Regions from separate parts of the Capsicum annuum genome. Here region 1 is linked to region 2. A link is a contact called in public Hi-C data. All regions are on one chromosome and are shown on one strand. The core of a region is the stretch at or near the end of the contact, and the rest is flanking DNA. Distances in the headings are between cores, read along the strand shown. Region 1 holds the start of LOC107878354 (putative E3 ubiquitin-protein ligase RING1a). Region 2 holds the start of LOC107878356 (ADP,ATP carrier protein 1, mitochondrial).

Evidence for each region. Hi-C and Micro-C count contacts between places; a contact is called where the count stands out from the background.
Region 1: a Hi-C map of placenta shows a contact between it and region 2, with 2.9 times the contacts expected there. The contact joins the promoter of LOC107878354 here to the promoter of LOC107878356 in region 2. A contact is called at or near these places in 3 of 5 Hi-C or Micro-C datasets (bud, leaf and placenta).

What each region holds. Positions count from the first base shown.
Region 1 is chr7:206,576,504-206,582,605 of UCD10Xv1.1, reverse strand. LOC107878354 (putative E3 ubiquitin-protein ligase RING1a) reads right to left here and starts at 1,925. Exons shown (of 10, transcript XM_016725309.2): 1 at 1,463-1,925; 2 at 1,271-1,310. The coding sequence starts at 1,724.
Region 2 is chr7:206,358,297-206,364,686 of UCD10Xv1.1, reverse strand. It overlaps LOC107878356 (ADP,ATP carrier protein 1, mitochondrial), which reads left to right and starts at 1,837. Exons shown (of 4, transcript XM_016725311.2): 1 at 1,837-2,246; 2 at 4,682-5,186; 3 at 5,967-6,338. The coding sequence starts at 4,704. It overlaps LOC107878355 (mitotic checkpoint serine/threonine-protein kinase BUB1), which reads left to right. Exons shown (of 14, transcript XM_016725310.2): 13 at 1-15; 14 at 211-681. The coding sequence ends at 400.

The DNA of each region.
Region 1 (6,102 bases), core at 676-3,175, 220 kb before region 2:
GAGGATAAACACAAAATTATGAGCATCAACGACCTTCTAGAACAACAGAAAAGTCCAAATTTTCAAAATAAAATTCTCTACACTCAGGATGCCCCCAGGAGTTATTTTACGCTGAAGTCAAGAACCTAATTTCATACATCAGAAACTGAAATATCACGTTGTGATGTATCTCATATTCAAATGACACAACCAAAAACATTACCATATCCACAAAATGGAAGTGTTTACAAAACTGCCAAATGAAACAGTGGGCGGATAGAGTGTTTGTGCAACTGGGTCAACAGAACCCAGTTTTTTGGACACAGAGTATCGATATATATGTGAAAAATCACTATATTTTCAACAAATAAGGAATTTGAACCCATATTTTGAAAAGTATAATGATTATAATGCTAAGAATCTTGAAGGTTGAACCCATCCTAGTTTTAATCTTCGATCCATCTCTAAAATAAGATAAAAGGGACAGCCGAGATTATATAGCTTATACTGTTAAGCTCATACTGCGATAGGATTAGACACCATTCAAGAAGTACAGAAGCTTACAACAACAACATACCCTGTGAATTCCCACAAAGTGGGGTCTGGCAGAAGTATAGAAGCTTGATTAAAAAAAAAAACATGCATGAGCTTGCATACATGCATGAGTGACACAATGTAGTTACATCCTTACAATCTTTAAGGTTGTATATTTCAAAGAAGTATGGCAAGAAGAAAATTTCTGGTTTACACCACTGCCTCCCTCTTTGGGCAAGTTCCATATATATAAATTGAGAATACAAGTAAATGTAAAACTAGAGCACCATGCGATGCAATGCATATCAAAAAAGGGTAAGACAGTAAGTCATAAAAATGGATGCTTCATAACTCAAAAAGCAATACCCCCTATAGCATTTCCAAATTCACAATCAATTAATCTACTTATAGAAAAAACTCCTCCGAAAAGTCCAGATATTAAAACTAACAATCGCATGCGGAAATGATCATTTACGCATTAAATCAAGCAACATGAGTGCATCAAAAACACGCCCAAAGTAAGTTTAAAAGTAGAAACTCAGCATCCATCAATCTTCCGTTGCTCAAAACAAGAACCATCAAATTCAACAAAACGAACAAAAGGGTCACAGATTTAGCTACCCAAATAGCATAAAAACAACATCTGAACTAACCCCACGAGATAAAAACATCGAAAACAGCAGTTAAAAAACACTAAATTAACCATGCAGATTAAAAAAAAAAAAAAAAGATCTTGAAGAATAAAGAGAATTATTACTCATCAAAGGCTTCTGGGTCAGTGCCACTTCCTTCAGAATCTGCAAACAATCAAACAAACAAACCCAAGAAAATCAATGCACGATACAAGCACACAAACATTCATAACAACACTAAAAGTAAAAAAAAGAAAATGCAGATGTAAACACAGATTTACAATTTGGGTATTAATATAAAGTGCTAAAAAGCTAACCATTATCAGAAGATTGATTATTCTCCACTTCTTGATCATCATCATCACCATCAACATCCTCTTCATCTTCTTCTTCCTCTTCTTCCTCCTCTTCAACTTCTTGTTCTTGTTCTTCCACAGCTCGCCGTGATTGTTTCCGGCGACGGTGGTGTTGCTGCTGCTCCTGCTCCTGCTCCTGCTCCGGGGAGTTATCATCCTCTCCGTTGTTGTTGTTATCATCATCATCTTGGTAATTCGATAGCAAGCGTTTCTGTGCTGGCATTTTTGGCTAAGCACCGCTTGTTTTTGCAGAAAAAGGTGAAGTTTTTTACTTTTTTACGAAAATTTTGTTGGCTTTATTTTGGTGTTTGGAAGTGAGAGAGTTGTAAATTTGATGAAAGCATAAGCTAAAGGGGTAGAGTGAAGAGAAGGAGAGAAAGAGAAGGCAAGAGAAGTAGACTTTTTTTTTTGCCTTTTTCTAACAAAGGGTAGTATGAGCGGAGTCGGAATTTGAAGCTTATCAATATATTTTACATTGATTGTCAAGAATAGTTTATGTTAATTGCCAAGTTTGTAGTTAAAGAGTCATGTATATTTGATTGGTTTTTGGATACAAACATAGAGTTTAAATTAAAGTTATTAGATTTATTTGATCCATATATATAATTTTGCTCCAAGATGAAGGTATTAAAAATATATGGTGAGTCAGAGTTTTTTGGTCTTTTGAACAATTTCGAAAGCAATTTTAATGTTTTGCAAAATTGAGAATATATTGCGTGTGTTAAAATGTGATACAGTGAGGATCAGATGAAATCTACGATCCAAATATTCTTTCCCCTTTTTTTACTAATTAGAAAATACGTCGTTTAAAACATATTGTGTTCACACAAAAAAATATGATCGTTTTTAATAATTTTTGGTGATAAATTTATTTGCTCATTAGAATCTTATGCCAATTAGATGATAGAGAAAAAGGTCAGTGATGAACAGAAGAGAAGAATAAGAGTAGTGTCCTTGAGATGATGAGAAATATTAAGCTACTTTTTTTTTTCTAATGAGGGTAGTAGAGAAGTTAAAATTTAAAATTTATGAGTTATGTTAATCACTGAATTTGTAGTTAAATATATATATTCTACCAATAAAGAAGTAAAAGTTTAATAATACTACTAATTTATCTTTTGTAGGTACTATTTTCATTTTTTCATTTTTTTTACTATTGATAGTACTACTAATTTGTCTTTTGTGGGTATTATTCTCCTACTTTCATTTTTATTTATTATTACTATTATTTCTATTTCCATTATATATACACACACACAATATATGTGCTCGTGCAAGGCACGGACATTTTGCAACACTAATGTGTAAAAGAGATTCAACTTTTGGGGAAGATTATTTCCTACTTGTTTTAATTGTTTAGTATAGGAGCAAAAGAAAACAAATATAGTACAATGAATCGATGTTAACATGATATATACATTCAGTGTGGAACAAAATTGAGCTTACTAAATTGGTCCAACCAATGCAAAAGTGATTATATAAGTGGATAAAAATGTAGCTAGATTGTTGCAACTACAGTTGGTGGCACATCTTTCGTTTGGACATTTCTGAAAAAGCACATGATGCATATCTCATTTGAAGGTTTTAAATATATAAGTTGAGGAGACATACGTTGATTTCAAAATATTTATTGCACTATAAAATTATCGAAATATCATTGATGGTCATTTAATAAGGAACAAAAAGATATTTATAAAAAATTACTACCATGATAATTCAATTACAAAGGTCTAAATAAAAATATTATTAAAATAATACATGAAGACAAAACTAATAAATATAAGAAAAAATATGTATGTGTAATCACTTTATTGCACCATAAAAATGAGGACAAAATTAATAAATATAAGGAAAAAGCAATATGCATATGTAACCATTTTATTGCACCATAAAATTACCGAAATACCCTTGAAGTATAAAAATCAAGTAATTTAATAAGGAACAAAAAGATATTTATAAAAAAATACTACCATGTATAATTAAATTACAAAGGTCTAAATAAAAATATTATTTAAATAATACATGAGGACAAAATGAATAAATATAAGAAAAAAATGATATGCATGTGTAACTATTTTATTGCACCATAAAAATGAGGACAAAACTAATAAATATAAGAAAAAAGCAATATGCATGTATTATTGCACCATAAAATTATCGAAATACCCTTGGTAGCCATTTAATAAGGAACAAAAAGATATTTATAAAAAAATACTACCATGTATAATTTAATTACAAAGGTCTAAATAAAAATATTATTACAATAATACATGAGGATAAAACTAATAAATATAAGGAAAAAACAATATGCATGTGTAACCATTTTATTGTACCACAAAAATGATGACAAAAATAATAAATATAAGAAAAAATCATATGCACGTGTAACCATTTTATTTACTACTTCCTTCGTTTCATTTTAGTTGGCTCTCTTTCTAAAAATATTTGTTTCAATTTAGTTATTCCATTGATAAAGTCAAGAGAATTTTAATATGTTCTTTCAATAATACCCTTATCATTAAATTACTAAACAAGTTGTATATATTCAAATTTATATTTTCAAAGCATAATTAATAAGACTAATTTAGTAAAATAGACTCCTAATAAATATTTTTCTTAATGGACGTGTCAAGTCTATAGGGGTCAACTAATATGAAACAAAGGGAGTACTATATATAAGTGAAGGTTGGGATGACTAAAATTACCAAAATATCCTTGGTAGTCACCCCAACCTTCACTTATATATAGTAGTAATATAATAATAGTAATAGTAATAGTAATAATAATAATAATAATAATAATAATAATAATAATAATAATAATAATAGTAATAGTAATAAAAAATCATTATAATTACTTACATATTGGTATGGTTCAGATTGCTTTTAAACCTTTAACCCTTAAAGGGTTACTAGAAACATTTTTTGTGGCTCTTAGAGATGCTAGAAATTTAAATTTTCGACAATCTCTGATGGGTTCGATTGAATCTACTGTGGCCATGGTCCGATGTATTTTAATACTCAATTAAATTTGCAGTTATCACTGTCTGATGTTAATATACTTGATGCTTTAACCTTAAATGTTAAAACGCATGGTTATAATTATGCACCCGGTTTTGAACTTATATGTTTATCATATAGAATTTATTATAAATTATTGTCCACATTGAATCCAAGATGTAAATTATATGATACATCGGATCAGACTATTTTGGTAGAAATCAAATTCGCAAAGTCTAAAGTCACCATTAGAAGATTTATCAAGTGGGATGAAATTAATTTTCCAGCTACTTGGACCCTAAATTCGGTTATTTCTCTGAGTCGGATTACTAATAATCTAACTTATAGCGACTTTTCGTATATTACTCAAAATTTGAATGGTAGAATTTGTATTCAATTTGATGATCAGTCTGCGACATTCTTTTTCTTCTCAGCCTAAATTATTACCCATTGTACATCATATTTCTCCTATATAGCCATTATATGGTCCAGCTAGAAATCGTGCAGCTTCTTTACGTACTATTGATACTACTTCTTCAAGATTTGTTGCAAAGGTAAAAATCGATCCTCAAATGAATGTTGTTTAAGATAATGATAATATATTTGATAGAGATATCCCAACTGCTTCTGAAATGAACTTCGATCCTAACGAGACTTAATGATTCCTCACCAAATCAATTTTAGTCCAGGATCCCTGGCAAGAAATTATATTAAAAAAAAATTCATGATAAATGAAATCAATTTAGAACTTGATTTTTTGAGACTTATAGTCCAGAAGAGTTAAACAATATTTCTCAAGAATTTTATGAAATGTGTGCACTGTATAATTAATTTATGTATTTTATTCCCTAATTTATAACCACTTATTTACCTTTATACATAAAGGTTTTACAGAAATTTTATAAAGATGACAGTGGGTAATATTGTTAAAGCTATTTACCTTCCTCAAGCACCTTTTGTTCTACCCAATAATACACGTATTACTTTTTCTGCATTTCAGAAATTTATTGAAAACGAAGTTGCAAAAGTAAGCATTACAAAAATTAACAATTTGATTTCCAATTATTTGAGCTTATATGATGAAGTTTTGGGCGAACATATCAGTTCTCTTGATAAAAAAACTCGATAAGTTAACAGATTTGATAAAAAAAATTAAGTACTAGCCAAAAATCTGCTGATGATACCTCCTATTCAGGAAGTAACACAGAAATTCAAACTATTTGTGCTAGTATTCAACGGCCTCCTGAGATTCGGGGATTGCAATTTAATTCACCTTTAAAGGATTTAGAAGAGCTTATTGATAAAAAGCTTTCCGACTTAAGTGCTAAACCCATTGATTTGTCAAATGATTTTGCTGATCAAATAGAAACGACTTCTAATTTTAAACTCAGACTAAGTTAGAGCTTAATATGCTTAGAAGTATGGTTAGAAAGCAAGTGGGTAAAAATTTCACATATGCTGATTTACAACGTATGAAAACTTATTACTATCCTCGACCTACTCCTCAAGATGTTTGATAGAGGAACGGGATTAAAATCAGACTAATACGTCCTATAGTGGTTCCGACATTTATGAATGAAATCTCGATAGCCTGACTAATAG
Region 2 (6,390 bases), core at 588-3,087:
GTTACCTTTTAAGCGGTATGTCTTTGCTCCACTGCTTTGTTTCTGGCACATCTTGTGTCCACACTCATTAACATAATGCATGTTATTTTATGAACACTTGCATTGATGATTTGGCATATAGTATCAAGTCATTATGGTCCGGACGAAATAGCAAAATTCCAGTTGCTTGTTGGTATGTGATATGTTCCTTATTCTCCATTCTGCTTTCAGATACTGGAAAATTGAGCTCTGGAAGAACCTATTCACCAAGTTACTCAACATAGGCCACACTGAAGATCATAAGAACACGTTGAAGAGCCTGAGGGAGACATTCCAGGATTATATGTGCTCAAATCCTCAGCTGATCAAAAAGCTTAGGCAGTTACTGGCAAAGCAAAAAACTTCCTTATGTTCTTCATAGGGACGGTATGTAGAAGACCGAGCCCTGAAGCAGTTCAACGTATCAAAGCCTCATTGGTTTACAAAACTGTATACATTCATGTTCATATATCAACGTGTTGGGGGGACTGGACTACAAAGCTTAATGATTTTCATGAATATCCGTTAGAACTATGCTGCCCATTTTTGTTTTCACTCTTTTATCTCCATCTTTCCTAAATTATTTTTCAGGACAGATAGGCTTGTATTGTGTAATTTGTATCCAAAAACAACATATAATTGTTGTTCTGAGCATTTGAATTCCTTTACTTCTCTCAAATAATTGAGTGGTAAGTAAGTCACCACAAAATGAAATTTCACTTGGAACTTCTCCAATATTATGTTAATTTGTTTTCTGCTCCGTTTCTATCACGACTATGGAGTAGTATTCCTTATTGAATTATTCGTAACTTGGGACAACTCACACAGATACTTTCCCCGTTTAAATTCGGGATAAAGGTGAAATATCTCATGATTAAATTTGAGATAAAATATATATTGTACTATGTTTAGTAGATAGTATAAATTTATTCCATTCCATTTAGATTTATTTTATACCAACTACTGGATGGAATAAATTAGTCTAGACATTATAATGTTGGACTATAATCCAATCCATGTAAAAAGACTTCTAAAAGTTTTCATCTGTTTTGGGATGTAATTTGTATCAAATTAATTTTTCGTTAGCATGTTAATATCTTCTTTCAATAATCCTTAATATAGTACGTAAGCCTAAATCGAAATATAATTTAAACAATGTCAAGTTTGATATAAGTTTATAACATTCACCGATCTAGTTATCAAGGAAGTAAGTGACTTTAAATCACGAGATTTCAAGTTTAAAACTCAATGGAGATGAAATCACTAATTTCCTTCCCAAAAGTTCACGATTGATGCATGAGTTGCTTGATACCTCTATTGGTAGGATATAATAGGTACCTCGTAAACTTGAGAACTACGAAATTTCGATTCAAATCCCATAGAAATAAAAATAGATAATTTTATCCCATCTATCAAATCTCGATGTCAAGTGTATGTAAATTGACCGAAATGTACTCCTTCCATTGCATTTTATGTGTCTGTCATTTTCTCTTTAGTCCGTCCAAAAAATAATGTTATCTTTTCTCATTTGACAACTATTTAATGACATTATTTACATTTTATTCTTACTGGATCCCATTTAATAAGAAAGATAACTAAAATATAAACATTAAAGTAACTTTAAGAGGGATAATTTTATAAATTCAGTATTTATTTCTTAAACTTCATGTCCAATTAAATAATGACACATAAAATGAGACGGAGGGAGTAGTAATTATAAAAAAAAATGGTAATATAAAAATAGGAAAGCGACATTAGCATTGGATATAGTACTATATATGTTATGTTATATATATATATATATTGTTCATTACCCCTATTTTTTTTTATATATAACCGTGGTATTCGAGTCAGCTTACGCGCATTTCGACTAAAATTATCAAAACAGATGGGAAAGAAAACACCTAGTAAATTGAACCTAACACGTTGCTCATTCCAAGCTACAGTGCTCATTACCCCCACCTTATTCCTAGCCGCCACCATAATGGACTGTCCATGACTATGACTGTAGTTGAATGAAGCGCGAAAATGGCAGTTAGGATAATATCAACGGAACATCAGGGTCAGATGAGTCAATAGGTCTGGAAACCCTAATCCGCCGTACCTTCTAGAAGCTCGTGCCACTCGAATCTCGATTTCCTAAAATACACTCTGCTTCTTCCAAAACATAACTTACTACTTTCTCCTCTCCTCAGAGGTGGGAAACAAAACTTCTCGCCTTTTCTCAGGTATGGCATGAATTTTCACTCTCAGTACACGTAGTAACACCTTTACTCTGTGTGTGTAAATATTGCTTTATTTGAATTTTGGTTTACTTTAGTAGATCAGTTGGAAGTGAACAAGTTGATTTTGTGATTTAGTTTCGTTTGATTATTGAACGTTTTAGTATGAAATTGAGTTTTACTGTGTTGTTGTATGATTGACGGATTTCAGTTTCGCTTTGATATTGGTTGCTTGTTTAGTGGAGATCATTTCTCATCTCCTTTTTGGATTTGAGTTTGAATTTGGAAAAAACGAAAATATATTCGTTTCTATTCAGAAAAGTGGTAATTATCGTTGTTATTGGTATGGGTTTTCACTCTTCATACATGTAGAAACACCTTTACTGTGTGTAAATATTGTTTTATTTGAATTTCGTTTACTTTATTAATAGATCAGTTGAAAGTGAACAAGTTGATTTTGTGATTTGTTCCGTTTGATTAGTGATGTTTTAGTATGAAATTGTGTTTCACTGTGTTGTTGTATGATTGACGAATTTCAGTTTCCCTTTGGTAGTGGTTGCTTGTTTAGTTGAGATCATTTCTCATTTCCTTTTTCGATTTGAGTTTGATATTTTGGAAAAAAATGAAAATATTTTCGTTTCTATTGATATTATTGGTAAGTATTGTTGTTATTGGTATGGGTTTTCACTCTCCATACAATGTAGAAACACCTATACTGTGTAAATATTGCTATATGAACTGCGGATCACTTAATTTTGTTTGCTTGTCAACTTCACCGGATCAGTAAATCAGTGATTGTGAAGTTCATCTAGATAAGAATTGTATTAGATAAAGTTGATTTTGTGATTTATCGTTTAATTGTTGATGTATTAGTATGCGATTTTGTTTTACTGTGTTGTTGTATGATTGACGGATTTCAGTTTCCCTGTGATATTGGTTGCTTGTTTAGTGGAGATCATTCCTCATTTCCTTTTTCGATTTGAGTTTGAATTGGGAAAATGAAAATATATTCCTTTCCATCGATAATATTGGTAATATCGTTATTTGGTATGGGTTTTCACTGTCCATACATGTAAAAACACCTATACTATGTGTAAATATTGCTATATGAACTGTTGATCATTTAATTTTGTTTGCTTGTCAACTTCATCGGATCAGTAAATCAGTGATTGTGAAGGAGAAAATTTGGCTGTTAGGCCTTTTTAAGTTTGCATTTTGCAAAATGTCCAACCCTCTTCAAGTGACAGATAATAGATCTGTCGGACAGATAATAGATCTGTCTTAAAAATGGGTCATATCACTAAATAAAAAAACTTATAGTCCATTTTGCAAAATAATAGACTTAAAAAGTCTACTTAGCCAAGAATCCCTATTCGATTGTGTTTTACTGTGTTGTTGTATGATTGACGGATTTCAGTTTCCCTTCGATATTGGTTGCTTGTTTACTGAGTATTAGTTTGGTCTAGAATAGTTGAGATCGTTTCTCATTTCTTTTTTTTTGGGTTTGAGTTTGACTTTGGAAAATGAAATTATATTTATTTCTATCAATAATATTGGTATGGATTTTCACTCTCCCTACATGTAGAAACACCTATACTGTGTGTAATATTTCTAAATGAACTGTGGATCTCCTTTTTTTTCCCAGTTAGGGGTAATTTTGTTTACTTGTCAACTTCATTGGATTAATAGATCAGTTGATCGTGAAGTTGGAAACTTCTATAGAGTAGTAGTTTGGTGCAGAACAGTTGAGATCATTTCTATTTCCGTTTTGGATTTGAGATTGAATTTGGAAAATGAAAATATATTCGTTTCTATCAATAATATTGGTAAATATCTTAGTTATTTTATGTGTTATCTACACGTTAAGGTGATTTTCTGGTTTAAATTACTACTGGTTTTTGATTTGAACTAGTCCCTTTTTTGTGTGATCCAATGCTTTTCATACCTGACTCCTTTGTTGATTTATGTTGATACCCAGTAATTGTCAAATAGCTATTTCTAACTGTGTCCGTATTGAATTTTTTGGTGAGTATGCTGTTTTTACTTAGATTTCCTACTTTGTCTCGATGTCCGTGAGTGTATTGTGTTTTTCAAACTGCCTTGTTATGTGTTACTTGGGCAGAGGGTCTTTCAGGAACAACCTCTCTATCTCCATGAGGTAGGGTAAGGTCTGCATACACTCTACCCTCCCAGACTCCGCTTGTGGGGATACACTGGGTATGTTGTCATCTCGATGTCCATGAGGATGTGCTTTTGTTGGTACGGTTTTGACTGCTTCGTGATTAAATTTCCTTATTCCAGTTTTTGAAGTATCTTCAATACTTGAACTGAAAGCTCCACATTGTAGCTTAATTATTGGGTTCCATGCTTATAGGAAGCTTCCCTACTCAGCTTGTTTGTACTTTTAGGAATGTTTCAGTTACTATTTCTCTTCTTTTCAGGTCACCGTGTTGAATTACAAACATGGGGGACGGATCGGCGCTTCCGTCTGCATTTCAGAAAATACATGGGCATTCACACATGTTCTCTAGAATATCTCCCCACAAACATTCCAAGTATGCTGGTTCATACAACATGACTGGTGGATATGTCAATGAAGTTCTACGGGGTGCTTTCATGCCGAATTGCCAAGCCACTAAACTGGAAATCCGGTCATTGGGCAATCCTATTCTCATACAGGCACCATCTGAAGAGAAGAAAGCTAACAGTTTCATCGTGGATTTTCTCATGGGAGGGGTTTCTGCTGCAGTGTCTAAGACAGCTGCAGCTCCAATTGAGAGAGTCAAGCTTTTGATTCAGAATCAAGATGAGATGATAAAATCTGGTAGACTTTCTGAACCTTATAAAGGGATAACAGACTGCTTTGGCAGAACTATCAAGGATGAAGGTGTCCTAGCTCTTTGGAGAGGCAATACTGCAAATGTCATCAGATACTTCCCCACTCAGGTTGACTGACCTTACTTTAGTTGTTTGACCCCTATTCAGTGTCTAATTAGCTTGCTACTAACTTTTTCATCACACTCGGTGAGCACTCCTCTGCTTTTTGATCGTTTTTTAGTCCAAAGGTTGTTATTATTTACCTATAAGGGAGTTATGAAGATAATATACTACAACCAAATATAGAACACTGTTTTTGCCATCATTACTTTGAAGGTTTACTTTTATTGTTATATTGACTTTGAGACCTCATGATCTCTCTAAGGACGTGTTTGGTCTTGGTTTGTGTATCTTAACTATTTTTGTGGTTGCTGGTAAACCTTATTGTGTTCTCCAAGGATAAGTCCTATATTTGAATACATTGTTCTATCATTTTTAAAATGCTTTGATTTATTTGTTATAAAGATTGTGAAACATTATGAATCTATCCAGTGATGCACATTGTCAAAAAAGTTAAGAACAGGACTTGAGAATATCATCAGTAGTTATGAGTAGTTTAAAAAAAATTGTGGTCATGAGTACATCATCTTTTTCTGACAAGGCAATCATTATATCATCTTGTGTCCTTGGGGGTCATTAATTCCTGAAATTTTTTGGATAGTTACATTTTTCTTTATTGTAATATTGTTATACTTCATAAATCTCTCTAGTGATGTGCATGGACAAATAAGGAAAAAGAAAAGGACTTGAAAGTAGCATAGGTACATTTTGAGTACTTAAAATTTGTGGTCACTACCGCAGCAATTTTCGTCCTTCAGAAATATTGATTCATGAATTTGTCTTTTGCAGGCCTTGAATTTTGCTTTCAAAGATTACTTTAAGAGACTCTTCAATTTCAAGAAAGACAGAGATGGCTATTGGAAGTGGTTCGCAGGAAACTTGGCATCTGGTGGTGCTGCTGGTGCCTCATCCCTTTTGTTTGTTTATTCCTTGGATTATGCGAGGACACGTCTTGCTAATGATAATAAGGCTGCAAAAAAGGGTGGTGAGAGGCAGTTTAATGGTTTGGTTGATGTTTACAAGAAAACTCTTAAATCAGATGGTATTGGTGGGCTTTATCGTGGATTCACCATATCATGTGTGGGAATCATTGTTTACCGTGGTCTGTACTTTGGAATGTACGATTCACTTAAACCAGTAATTCTAGTTGGCGACCTTCAGGTATCGGAAATCCTAATTCTGATTCAATTTCCTTGTTAACATATTTTTAGCA